Linked DNA regions of Columba livia: region 2 is linked to region 1. Evidence: chromatin contacts called from public Hi-C data. All regions are on one chromosome and are shown on one strand. Each heading gives the region's core, a stretch centred on a gene start, on an enhancer-like site or on the middle of the called end of the contact. The rest is flanking DNA. Distances are from core to core; before and after follow the strand shown.

Region 1 (6,115 bases), core at 1,686-4,185:
TCTAGAAAAGCTCTTAGGTAGCAGATGTAAATTTGTGCCTGATGTACCTAAATTTTGCCAAGGAGTCAGACTGAACAGCAATAAATTGCCTTCTGTAACCTGCCATCTGAGCTATCTTATGTCTGTGGTTCAAACTATTAAGAATGCAGGAGTTCTGGTGCGTTTCTGTCACCAGGTACTACTGTTGGAGGACTGAACTCTCTAGCTCCATATATTCACCCATCTTCATCAGTCAGGTGGAGTGCTACTTTGTGGAGAAAAGCAATGTTCTGTACGCCATTCACGTGGGCATAAGTGGCTACACAAAGGACAAAGTTCCAAAGAATTAGGTTGGTAGGTTTTATATCTAATTAGGCCTCTAATCCTACAAAGCACTTACAGATTTTGCATTAATATATGCTCATTGTGTCTTAAATGGAACTACTCATTTGAGTGAAGTTATGGGTATAATTGCATGCAGGATCAGATCTGGGCAATCACATTTTACCTTATTATTCATACTGTAGCACTGTAACAAATCAGATATCTCTGATGTTACCCCTTGCCCAGTCAAGGTGAAGGGGTATCTGAAACTGAATATGTTTCTATGTAATGGCTTGCACTCCATTTCCATGCCTATCCAAATCAAGCACTTATACAAAGGCACATCATAGAGATTATTTTAACTGTTAAGAGAGTCATAAGGCATAGGTTTTCAATGCAGAAGGTCATGAGGCTGCAGTTTCACTGGCTTATGTGCTGTATTTGCATAGAGAGATATTGAGACAGTTAATGGTAGTGCAGAATGCTTTAATGATTTTCATTTGCATCAAGCTGTTCTCACCTCTTAGGAACATAATGGATAAATAAAAGAGGCCTTTTGTTTGCTCTTCATGAAAGTTACCAGTGATTAAGTGGTGCTGAGGGAACAGACTCATGCTCTCATGTTAAAAGAAAAAAAACAACCAACAACAAAGCTGTCCATCAAAGCTGACTTCAAAGTGACCTGCTTCATTTTGATTTAAAATGGCACTTGAATAATTTTATTTTAATGATATGCACATTTCCTAACTCAAAACACAGAACTGGTCGCTTCTAACTGAAAATACAGAAATAGTTATTACATCAGACACAAAATACTCATCATTTGTTAGGGTACTGTTCATAGTGTTGAATTACAAACAAAGCTATATACACTTAGATCAATATTTCTTCCAGATGGATTCAGTGGTCACTTTTATTATTAAAAGTTATTTCCAGAATGTAGTTGTGGGCAAATTGATATTTTTGCACTATACTATGGTGTTTCATAAGAAAGTCTGTGACAGAGACTGGCTAGAGAAAATCTCATCATGATTCCTTAAGGCACTCTTTCTAAATTTTATTCTTAGAGATAGAGTCTCCATGTGGAAGATTTCTCCAAACCTTCATGGAATATGGCATATTCTCATAAAGTTGTAGAAACTTCCACTCTGTTTTGGTCTCTTGCAGCTCAGCATCAGCTTCTTGTGCTCTTCTGCCATGCATCAGCTCAAAAGCCCCTTCTTGAAAAGGGCTGAAAGGAAGTTAGCACAGGCTCTGGCTGTGTTATTTTCTGAAGGATTTCACATGCAGTTCAGTCTCTTTCAGCATAATCTTGAAAAAAAAAAAACAAACCTGAGTGGCCTTCATGGCCCTTTGAGGATAAAGCTCTGTTCTTAAATACATTAGTGTCATAATGATCATGCTTAAAATTTTGTGCATGTCATGTACCTATTGCCCTGATTTAAGCATTGGCACCTCAGTGGCAGTATTTTTTAATTATATTTTTCTAAATGTGTTGGAATTTCAACTTTGTGTCACATTGAGAAGCACAGCCAAGACACTCCATATCCCAAATACCCAAATTTCAGTAGCCTCCATTTAGGGTACAAGGGTACAATGTCGCTGATAGCAGCCAGGCTGAACAGACTTGCAAGGACTTGGGTCTTTTGTTTTCAGTTAATAACTTCCAGTCCTTTCAGTTTCTAACCTCCTGCCTTTGAGATAGTGATCTTGAGTACTTCTTGTGGCATTCAGCTTCTCTCTCTCAAGGCTGTGTCATTTAAATCGAGATACAGAACTTGACTTCATGTATTTGGAATACCTTCCATTTTCACAGAATTAATAGGATATTTGGGGAACACAAAGTATGCAAATTCAGACCTGCTGAATACATAATTTTGATGGCCCTTCTGTTTTGTATTGGCTTTGTAATTTGTCCAGTGCTTGACTGAGGGCTAATTAAATTACTGAATTTACAATGAGAGTATATTAGTCCATCGTTCCCTTCACTGATTTTAATTCCTTACTCCTCCAGTTAATTTTCTTTTAAATCTGCCTTTGTGTTCTCAGTGTGGCAGAAAAAGGACTGGTCAACAGCCTGAATACAGGGGCAGCTGGGTGAAATTTCCATCTGCAATCGATCTCCTCACTGCAGGAGGAGCACTGGATATCCTTACACGTACAATAAACATGACTGAATTCAGTGATCACTGCCTAACCAGCGTAACAATTCATAAGTGATTTATGGCCGGTTGGGAGAGAAAGAGTTTAGGATTACATCTACGAAGAGATCTGTGCATGTGAGAATATGATTATCTTGGGTTAGGAATAAAAGGCCTGTTTGGAGGTATGTGTAGTTTCAGTGCATAGTAAGATGCAAAGTGTCTTCACACATGGAAATAAAATCCATTACTGATGTTTTTCAGTACATGTAGACAAAAATGTATTTTACATGTATTATCAGTGTAGGTTTTTTACATTTTCTGTGTTTACAGCCTCACAGTGGCATTGACCACCATAATCTTGGTTTTTTAGTCATACGCTTATATGCAACACATGGAAATATAACTCACTAAGTACATGTGACTAAGGAGATATTTCAGAAACAAATCCCAGAAGTGAAGGTGAAGCATTGTAGCTGATTTGGACAGAATTACAGCAGCTCCTTGCCGTAGTGGGAAGACTTTGTTCAAACCCAAAAATGTTCTTATGGTTTTAATTGAGTGGCAGAAAATTACTTCTGTGTGGTCATCTGTGCTAAGAGATTCTTTAAAACCAACATTTTCCATTTTTCCTTGTTTATTTCATTTTTTGGCTAGTAGTTGTCTCCATGAATTGGATTAATAAACTATGATTCTGAGGAGGATAAAATGTTTTCTGGAGAATTTGATCCAGATGTATATTACTGTTTCAATAAATATCTTTCAAGTATTTAGACTGAAGAAGATGGGGAGGTTTTCTCTTTTTTTTTTTTTAATATCTTGGTTAACTTGGAAGCAGCCAAATTCTTGCTGTGTAAAACTCCAGGAAAGTCAATAGTATATCAGCAGGGATTCATGTGGCCCTTGGGTTTTGGACTGTGTCATATTGCAAGCTCCTAAAATAAGACGGTTTAGAAAGCTACAGGCTTCCCATCTTTTTGTCTGGAAAAGTTATAAAATGGAACAGGCAGGCTTTTCACTGAGCTGCTGAGAATGCAGTTCTGGCTATGCAATCAGGACTAAATAAGGAGCAAGATTTGCGCTAAAAATAGAAATGAAGGCTGATCCAGCTGCAGTGTGAGTTATAATCCTTACACAGCAAAGGGCTGGTAGGTTCAACTGAGGACACTCACTTACAGAGAATCAAATAAACTTTATCTCCTGCTCCTGAAAAGCCACCATACCCCAGCTGCTCTAACCAGATTTTCACCAGTCAGCAGAACTGTTAATCATTCCTTCAAATTATTTAATGTTATTTCAGATTCAGGGGTTTTTTTCTTTTTTTTTTTTTTTTTTTCTTTTTTTTTTCTGGAAGGGAGAGGATTATATTTGCCACATAGTAAGAGGGAAATGTGGGTTGGGCCTATGTGACTGTGTTTGAAGAGCGCAGGGGGAAAATGACACAGAGGGATTTACTGCACTTTCTTCACGTCTGGATAAATATTATACATCCTTATCACTCCTTTGAGCACTAAGCTAACGTGCCTGCTGACATTACATGACTCAGGTGGGGACACTGAGCCTTTTTGGGTATCTGGGCAGGCCTGGTACCTCGTCACAGACTCTGCAGGTCACAAAGTGTGCTTTGGGGGAAGTTACTCCACTTGTTTCAAGAACAAAGTACAGAACAGTGTAGGTCATTCCTGCCCCGTCCCCTTTGTTGGTCAAGTAATTCAGAAAATGTGTATCTTATATTTTGTATTTCCTTTCAACTATCACATGCCTCATAAACCTAAACCAAAACTTGCTTAGGGAGTTTGAATATATCCTTTGATATAGAAAAGATTATGTGATTGCTTATTTATTGTTAGGAACATTTGACTTAAATATTTGGATTACCTGAGCACAGCCAGCTACAGCTGTATTCTGTTCGCTTTCTTCGCCTGTTGCTGTATCTCTTCAGGCAATGAAACAGCATGCAGGAACAGATTTTGTTACTCCAATCTTAAAAATGAGAGATTCTGTACAGACTTCAGTAATTCATAATATAATTTCAATGTCTTTAAATGGGATTACGTATGAAAAATACCAAAACTAGTGGACACCAAATTAATCTCTTCTACTACCTAAATGTTAAAAAGATTTTTATTAAATTTTATTTTTCAATGAGCTGCAGAATTTGTTACTCAAAATGCACCCTGTTCACATACCTTTTGCCTGTTAATCACAGGAGTAGCTCAGTCAGATTGGAAGACAGTGGAGGAGAAACATTTGGGTCATTTGACACATGGGGAAGCTTGGACAGCAGTGGGAGTGTGTGGAAGAAGACCAAAAGACCGAGGTCATCAAACTTGAACAGGCCAAGAACAAAGCAAATAAAATATGCAGTGTCAGTGAGACACTAATCAATTATTTGGTTGCATTTCCCTTCCTTACCTCCCTCCTCACCACAGTATGAACTACAATATTCACTGTTTCCAGACTCCTATCCCGGCACCCATATCTTGTCCCTTCCACATCCCGTACTGAATGTGCAGCTGAGCAGAAGCTGTGAGCAGCTGCCTCGTAGAATGGCAAGCTGATTGACACCATCTCGGTGGTGGGGAGGCAGCAGCCTCCATCTCCAGCTGAATTCAGACACCTTTTTTTTGTTTGTTTTGTTGTTGTATTCTCATTACTTGTGCTTGTATTTGAAGATGTGTGTTTTCGGGGGAAATAAGGAGTATGTGCAGTCTGGGAGGCATAGGGAAGGGATGACGATCGATAATTGCTGTGAGTGCTGAATGGTGAAATATGTATACCATCATGTTTGCTTGCATTTGAATTAATTAATTAACTGATTCAATTAATTAATTCATTTACTGACTTAAGCTAAATCTTTCTAAGACTATATAGGGCTTTGCATTAGTTTAACTACGGGTTACGCACACCCAGGTTTTGTATACCTTTAGATATTACTCTTTGGAACAAACAATTTGGTGTCGTAAAAGCAACACAAGCCTGCAGTGCAGATAAAGTAGTTTTACTGAATTCATTAAAATAAGCTAAATGCTTGTATCAGCTTAATGTTTACAATTAAAAAAATCACACCAAATCCAACAAAGAATTGTAAAAATTATATATGGAAAGGGAAAAATCATTTTAATAATATATTTTAGGTGACTGAAGATTGTACAAAGACAACATGGCATTACTTGAACTCACAGTTTCAGTTCAGGTAGAGGCTTACTTGAACGTCATAGCAGTTTACAGTGAGTTTGGTTCTAGATTAGAACACAGTGGTGGTAAAATATGCAGTATAACTGAAGTGTTAAGAGAGAACTCCAAAGCTTAATATGAACATGTGTGCAATTCTACCTTAGCTGCCTTTTCACTGTTGATTTTGAAGGTAGTGAAAATGTAGACTAATTCTGTGGGTCCTTGCACATGCAGAATGAATGAATTCAAATTAAGAAATTTTTTCTCAAAGAGGACTTGTTTGTTTTTTATCAGAGCCCTTTCAAAGTACAAGGGGAGATCACAGCTGTTCTTTTCATTCACATGTAGTCTAATAAAACAAACAACATATGTATGGGGCATGAGAGTTTAACACTCAGAACACAGGGATTTGTATATGACTTTGAAAACTGTAAATAACGAATTCTGCTTAACCTTTATCCTACCCCCAACAACCTGATTTGTTAGAAAATATT
Region 2 (6,115 bases), core at 961-3,460, 35 kb after region 1:
TCACATTAAGATTTGGTTTATTCATTTTGGTACAGATGTTTTCTGTTACAAAATACTCTATAGGCAAATATTACCAACATATAACTGCCATTCCTGGAATTAGCATGCAAACGCCAGCCATGCAGCCGCATGACAGACCCTGTATATTCTGGATTTCTTTGAACAGAAGAAAGTACCAAGAAAATCAACTTTACCTCATCTATGACCACAAAAAGCTACCCTCTGGCTAGTTTCCAGATCTTCCCAAAACCTCACCTTATCTAACAAATGCGCCAAAAATTAGGAGTCTGTTTTTAAATTTTACTACTGCAAAGGATACCCACTGTTTCTCAGTATTTTTAAATTTTCATACAAACTCTTCAGTGCAATTATTTCTGCTGAAGTTACTGCCTTATCTTGCTGTCACAGCCCCTAACTTTTCACAGGCCAGAGCAGTGTGGTATTTCAGCCATTTGCCCTCTTTTGTCCCGTCTGTTCTCCCAGTTTTCTGCCAACACCATGCCACTTAAGTGGACATTTTCAAACATGAATGCCTGTAAGTTTAGCACCTCTAAAAGTAGTGTGGCAGTTAAATAAGAATGGTCTGAATACAGATGTCCTCAACACCTGAAGCTTCAATTTGTCTTCAGGTAGCTGAATCTGGAGAAAACCCTGCATGGGTAGTACTTCCCATCTGTTAACGACTTATTTATAAGGAGGGAGATATAACGCTTGGTAAATCAATATTTGAAAGCCGGTGAAAAAGTCCTTGATGAAAAGTGCTAAACATGTGGTATTTTATTACTACACACAAAAAAAAAAAACAGAGAAAAGGCTGCAAACTGCAATGTAGAGATATATGTCAGCGATGGATGAGATTTTCTCCCTTTTTCTCTGCACTACAGAAGAGATAAGAAAGAAATCACTGGAAGCCAATGACTGAGGCATCCCAGGCTGGTACAACGTAAAGCTGAAGACTGCAGTGATTTGCCAAATTGACCTTTGCTCTTGAGCAGGGGATCTCTAAGGTTTCAACTGAGATATTTTTCAACCCCTCATCCCTTTAACCTTCAAGCATTTATCTTTCTTAATGCGTGCCTTTCAGGGTGCGCTGTAACAGCATATCGGGTATCCGGCTTTGAAGTTCTCTAGGGTAAGGTCAGGCCCCTGCTGGGTGTAGAACAGCAAATAAAGAAAACTACCCAGCATCTCACATGTATCCCTGTACCTTGGGCACGCTAACAGCACAAGGCTTCAGAATTATTAGTAGAAAGACCACAAAATCAGATCAGAGGAGCCTCCACTGTGCACAACCCATCCCCCTGGGGTGTACTTACGGGAATCGAGGAGGACCAGGGGAGGAGCATGTCCTCTGGGGTGGTCGGTCTCCAGTGCCCTTGGGAGCATGAAGGTTTGAGTAATTCGGGATGACTTGCTGTGCCGGGCGGATAACTCTCATGCAAGGTCCAGGAACGGGAGGAAGCGGTTGCGATGTATGTGCAAGATGTTGGTAAGGAGCTCTGCCATCTGGGAGGGTGAGAAAATAAAGGCAGCAACTATCATTTCAGGCAATACATTTCTGCCTCGGTTTGTGTTTATTCCTTTCCAGGCATGTCCACCTTCATGTCTAGGGAAACTGAGCAGTTTTGGAAGCATTTGCAAGTATCTTGGTCTGAAAGAAGCCAGATTAAGGAGTGTTTCACAGTCTGAAGTCTCCTTTTTCCCATTCCCACACGGCACAGTTCAGATCCCCACCCTGGGCTGGGCTGTTGGGACAACTGACAGTTAAACATTCAGGGCTGCTTTGTCCCTGCGCTTACCATGCCTCAGTGCTTTTTGTTGGTGTATTTTTTTCTTTAATTTCTTTTTGGCAATAACTTGTGAAAATGAATCATCCCAACGTTCTCATGAAAGCAGATGCAAAATCCTGGAACAAATCAGTTTGCAACACTAAGGCTAAACAGACTGTGATTGTTGTAAATGAAAAGAGGAAAAATAATCTCTTGCTTTGTTACTTCACCCTGTATGGATTTTCTGCCTAAGTGACCTTTTAAGGCCTTGCTGCTGCTCCTGTTGCCATCCAGGAGGCTGCATGGAAAGCCCAAAGTGACAATTTTACCCAAGTAATTCTAAAAAATCTTACTGTTGTTTGCTATGCACACATAATGCTGTTTAATAACTAATGTACAGTGGAACGGTTGGCGTAAACTGAAAGAGAAAGCAACGTAAGCTGTTTCCCAGACGAGAAAAACTATCCTTTTTTTTTTCAGTCTTTCTGCTTGCAGTTTTCATTAGGCAGCAGCTCTGTGCACTTTCAAACTGCTGTGCACAGATCAAAGTCCAGCCTGGCAGGGCTTATTAGCGCTGCATGATTATGGTGTTATGAGCTGGCTCTGAAAGCTGCAGTACTCAAACACTCTTTTTTTTTTTTACCCCCCTAGATTGTTTTTTTAAATCCTTTCAGCTATTTTGGGGTCATGTTTTCCTTTTTGTAGCAGCCATAAGGACTATTTTTTTTTTAAAGGGAGGAAAAGAAAAAAGAAAGAAAAAGCTTTTATGAAATAGTCTGATTATATGAGCCAAGACTTAAAAAAATCAACCCTACTATTGCAAAGATATTCCTGATGAAACTGTGAGTTGGCAACACCATATTTGTTGAGATTGTTTTAGGAGAGTTTCCTGCTCCTCTTCATTAACTATTTGCGAAAGGACAGGGTGAAAGAGGTTGGGAAAACAAAACTGGAAGTAAATATGGTCTTCCCATGTGTTCTGCATGATCAGCTCTAGGGAAGGTGGCAGGGGTCTGGGAAATTCAGATTGATATACAGGTTTTTAGGCCAGTTGTTCACCAGCTTCCTCTGAATCCATCTGATGCCACAGTATTTTAATGGATGCAGCCACTGCCATTCAGAAGCACAGCATGGCCAAGCGTGCATGCCTGCACACACCAACTTCTCTCATATATAAATATCTGAAATAATGGTCCCTGGGCACACAGCATTGCTGCAAGGATTTCTTTGACTTCAGAAGCAGTTTTGCTGTTGTATCTCAAATAGCAGGTGTCCAGAGCCAGCTTAGAGCCTACGGGCACCATTGATATTCCCCGGGAGAGGCGTGTTGCAACACACAAACTGCAGAGCTTTGTTGTGGGTTGCCACTGCCCAACAACTATCTGAAACGCAAGGAGCTGTCAGGAGGTGATTTACACTGTCCCAGTGATGTGAGAAACAGGAGTACAGTTGCCAGCTTCTTGGTCCTGACCAAATCTGCTCCAGCCATCTGAGTTTATTTTATTCTTTTTGCCCTCTGGATATGGTTGAAACACTGGTGATTTTTCTAAAGAAAGCCTTTCAGAGTTCCTGCTTTAAAACAAAATGGCCTCATTCAGTAAATGTCCTACTTCTCACGATGCGCGCGTGTGGAGGAGGTAAATAGTGAGGGGTGTTGTGCAACCAACTCTTTGTCTGCTTAAAGCTGAACTGAACGGAGAAGGTGAGAAAAGAAAACCGGAGGACATTTTGCTGTAGACACTGATGAAAGTCCATCTGTAGCCCCTTCCCTGTTACAAAGTCCCAAGATCGGAGGTGAAAACTAAGGCTCTGGTACTCTCACTCCTGTGTACCTAATTACAGCACATTGCTGGAGTGACAGGACTTCTTAAACAGATGTAATATAAATGCTGTGAAGTCAACGGAAGGTTAAAAAAAAAAAAAAGGGTTATCAGAACAGGCATACAGCTTTTTATTACCAAGCCAACCCAAAACGAGTTGGGGTCTCGTGAGTCTGATGTAATATAAATTATATTAAAACAATGATATTGCTGTTGAATGTTCAAAGCTCACTTCATAGCAGATAAAAATCTCAGAGACTGAAAAGGAATACTAATTAATAGCAGGCTGTAAACTGCATCATAGTCTCCAAAAGCCAAAACACCCATATTGACAGAGTCACATCAGCGTTCAGTGATAGAATCACCAGCAGCTGAGAGGGCTCCATTTTAAGTAATGAACTTCCATTTCAGCTGACAACAGAAAAAAAGATGAGGTTGATGGATGTCACGCTCTTTTCACACAGAAATAAAACACATGAGTGAGTCTGGTCATAATGCTGGGAGATACTATTTACAGAGATCAAGGGTAACCTCCCAACCTGATTCTGGCAGGAAATTCTCAACTTTGGGGATCCAAGTGGGAGCAAGGAAATCTATGAAAACAACAGGAATTAAGTCAGCATAGGAGGCTGCCGAATGACTGATACAAAGAGGAAGGAAATGACTAGAATATGAAATAACAGCAGGGAGAAGGCTGCATGTGCTCAGCGTGACCAACAAAGGCTGGTTTCTAGGCAAAATCATTAGCTTTCATTTGATGAGTGACTGTGAGCTCTTCAACTTTTTATCTGGCTCAGAGTTTCTGCATCAGAGAGTGTGGCTGCATAAGCTGAAAATGTGGACGTTTAAAATGGGCTGCAAATAGATATTTTAAAAGGTTAATTGCATGCTGCAAAGGAGATATGGCAGGAAAACATCAGCTTGGTGAATGATGGCTGTGATACCCTGGAAAGCCTCCCATGGGGTGAGCAGTGGTACTCACACGGGCCCTGGGGGTGCTGCTCTGCCGGGCAGCGGTGCCCAAAGCAGCCGTGGGCTTGCGAGGAGGCGTTTGGATGGGGCAAGTGGTGGCACATCGGGCACTGCTGATGCTTGGGTCCAAAAAACTCCCTGGAGATCAGTGGTCCTGGCAGGTCCTGGGGGTTCAGCATGGACACCAGCGGTAAGGGGGGCTCCAGGTGCCTGAGGCCCATTACATCTCGTGACTGGGAGTTGTAGCCCATGTCCACGGTCCCCAGCTCTGCTGGGGGTCTGTTTCCTGAGGGTTGCCATGACTGTGAACTCCCTTGGCTGCTCTCCTCCAGCGAGTCAGACAAGCTCTGCTCTGGTTTACTGGAGGAGTGCCCGGTGTCAGCTGGAAGCTGTGATCTTGGCTGCATGCCTGGTGTGTCCATAGCTATAAGATGTATCCTGGAAGGAACCGCTCCAGCTGTTGATTCACCAGAACAACAGAAATGTCCGTCTCCATCAGGATCAGTATATTTTGACCACAAACTGCTGTCCGGCTCCATAGCTGGTGCCAGCTGATGACATTCTGGTCGTCTGCGGAGGCATGTTGCATCGGTCACAGGCTGAGGCATTCGAGCGATACATGGTCTCTGGGACTCTTCATCTTCTAGATCCTCTCCAGAAGGCTGCAAAGCCTTTTCCAAGATGTGTTCGGGAAATGGGGACCATGGCATGGATTCATCTACTTCTACTGGTATACTTTGACCCACAAAAGTGCCTGAAAAGTGAGAGAAGAAACACTGTAGATGGACAGCCATACAGAAAAATGCCTGTCATCAGTTGTCACTCAATGACTGTGAGCTGGGATATTGAAGAGTGATATGTATTCTTTATATTCTTTATACATATAAATATATATTTTTAAAGACAGGCAATAAACATCAAGAAAGGTCTGGCTGAATTTTGGCAAAGCAAGAAAGTAAACATTTAGCTGGAGTGTGGCTAGCACAGAGTTACAATTTGGACTAACCTGATGCAGAGGCCATGTCCAAGTTTTCTAGTTGCACCGGAAGCAAGAGTCAGCTGACTTACTGCAAGGCCAGGATTCTTCAGCAAACTGGAAAACAAGAGAAAGTACGCTTGTGAACATGGTACAGTTTCACACAGGGAATAATCCCAAAATAACTGTATCTCAGAGACTGGAAAAGACATACTTGTTTAGAGTTCTGGAAATCACATTGCGCAAAACAGACGCTCTAATGGGATTTTTGGAGCTTCCTGTTCCTGCTGAGACTGGAGGGGGGAAAAGCACAGGAACGGTGTCTCAAGAGGTAATTTCTGCACCTCACAAAAGAGCATTCTGCTTAGATCTGGAGGTTTGGGTCAGGCGTGTTCCAGAGAATACAATCACTTGCAATTATTTTAGTCTGGGCCTTCAAATAATAGCCTCACACTGATGCCTCAGATCTAAACTTCACTGCATACCTAGCTGAGTGATTTCAGTGCCAAAGCTTGTTTCCACGTGTTGCTGCTTGTTTTATCAAACCACTTCATCCAGCCTATTATCTCATGGCTGTT

The links. Hi-C and Micro-C count contacts between places; a contact is called where the count stands out from the background.
Region 2: a contact with region 1 is called in a Hi-C map of crop, with 1.4 times the contacts expected there. The contact joins two enhancer-like sites.

The regions. Positions count from the first base shown.
Region 1 is chr3:49,212,181-49,218,295 of bColLiv1.pat.W.v2, forward strand. It overlaps the pseudogene LOC110364551. Among named protein-coding and RNA genes, the nearest start is that of REV3L, 16 kb to the left of the region's middle. Within about 2 kb of position 2,936, at least 1 of the 3 cell types and tissues checked has an H3K27ac peak away from gene starts, as active enhancers do.
Region 2 is chr3:49,248,316-49,254,430 of bColLiv1.pat.W.v2, forward strand. It overlaps TRAF3IP2 (TRAF3 interacting protein 2), which reads right to left. Exons shown (of 10, transcript XM_021298172.2): 2 at 5,568-5,654; 3 at 4,572-5,315; 4 at 1,317-1,506. The coding sequence starts at 5,583. It also overlaps the pseudogene LOC110364551. Among named protein-coding and RNA genes, the nearest start is that of TRAF3IP2, 10 kb to the right of the region's middle. Within about 2 kb of position 2,211, at least 3 of the 3 cell types and tissues checked have an H3K27ac peak away from gene starts, as active enhancers do.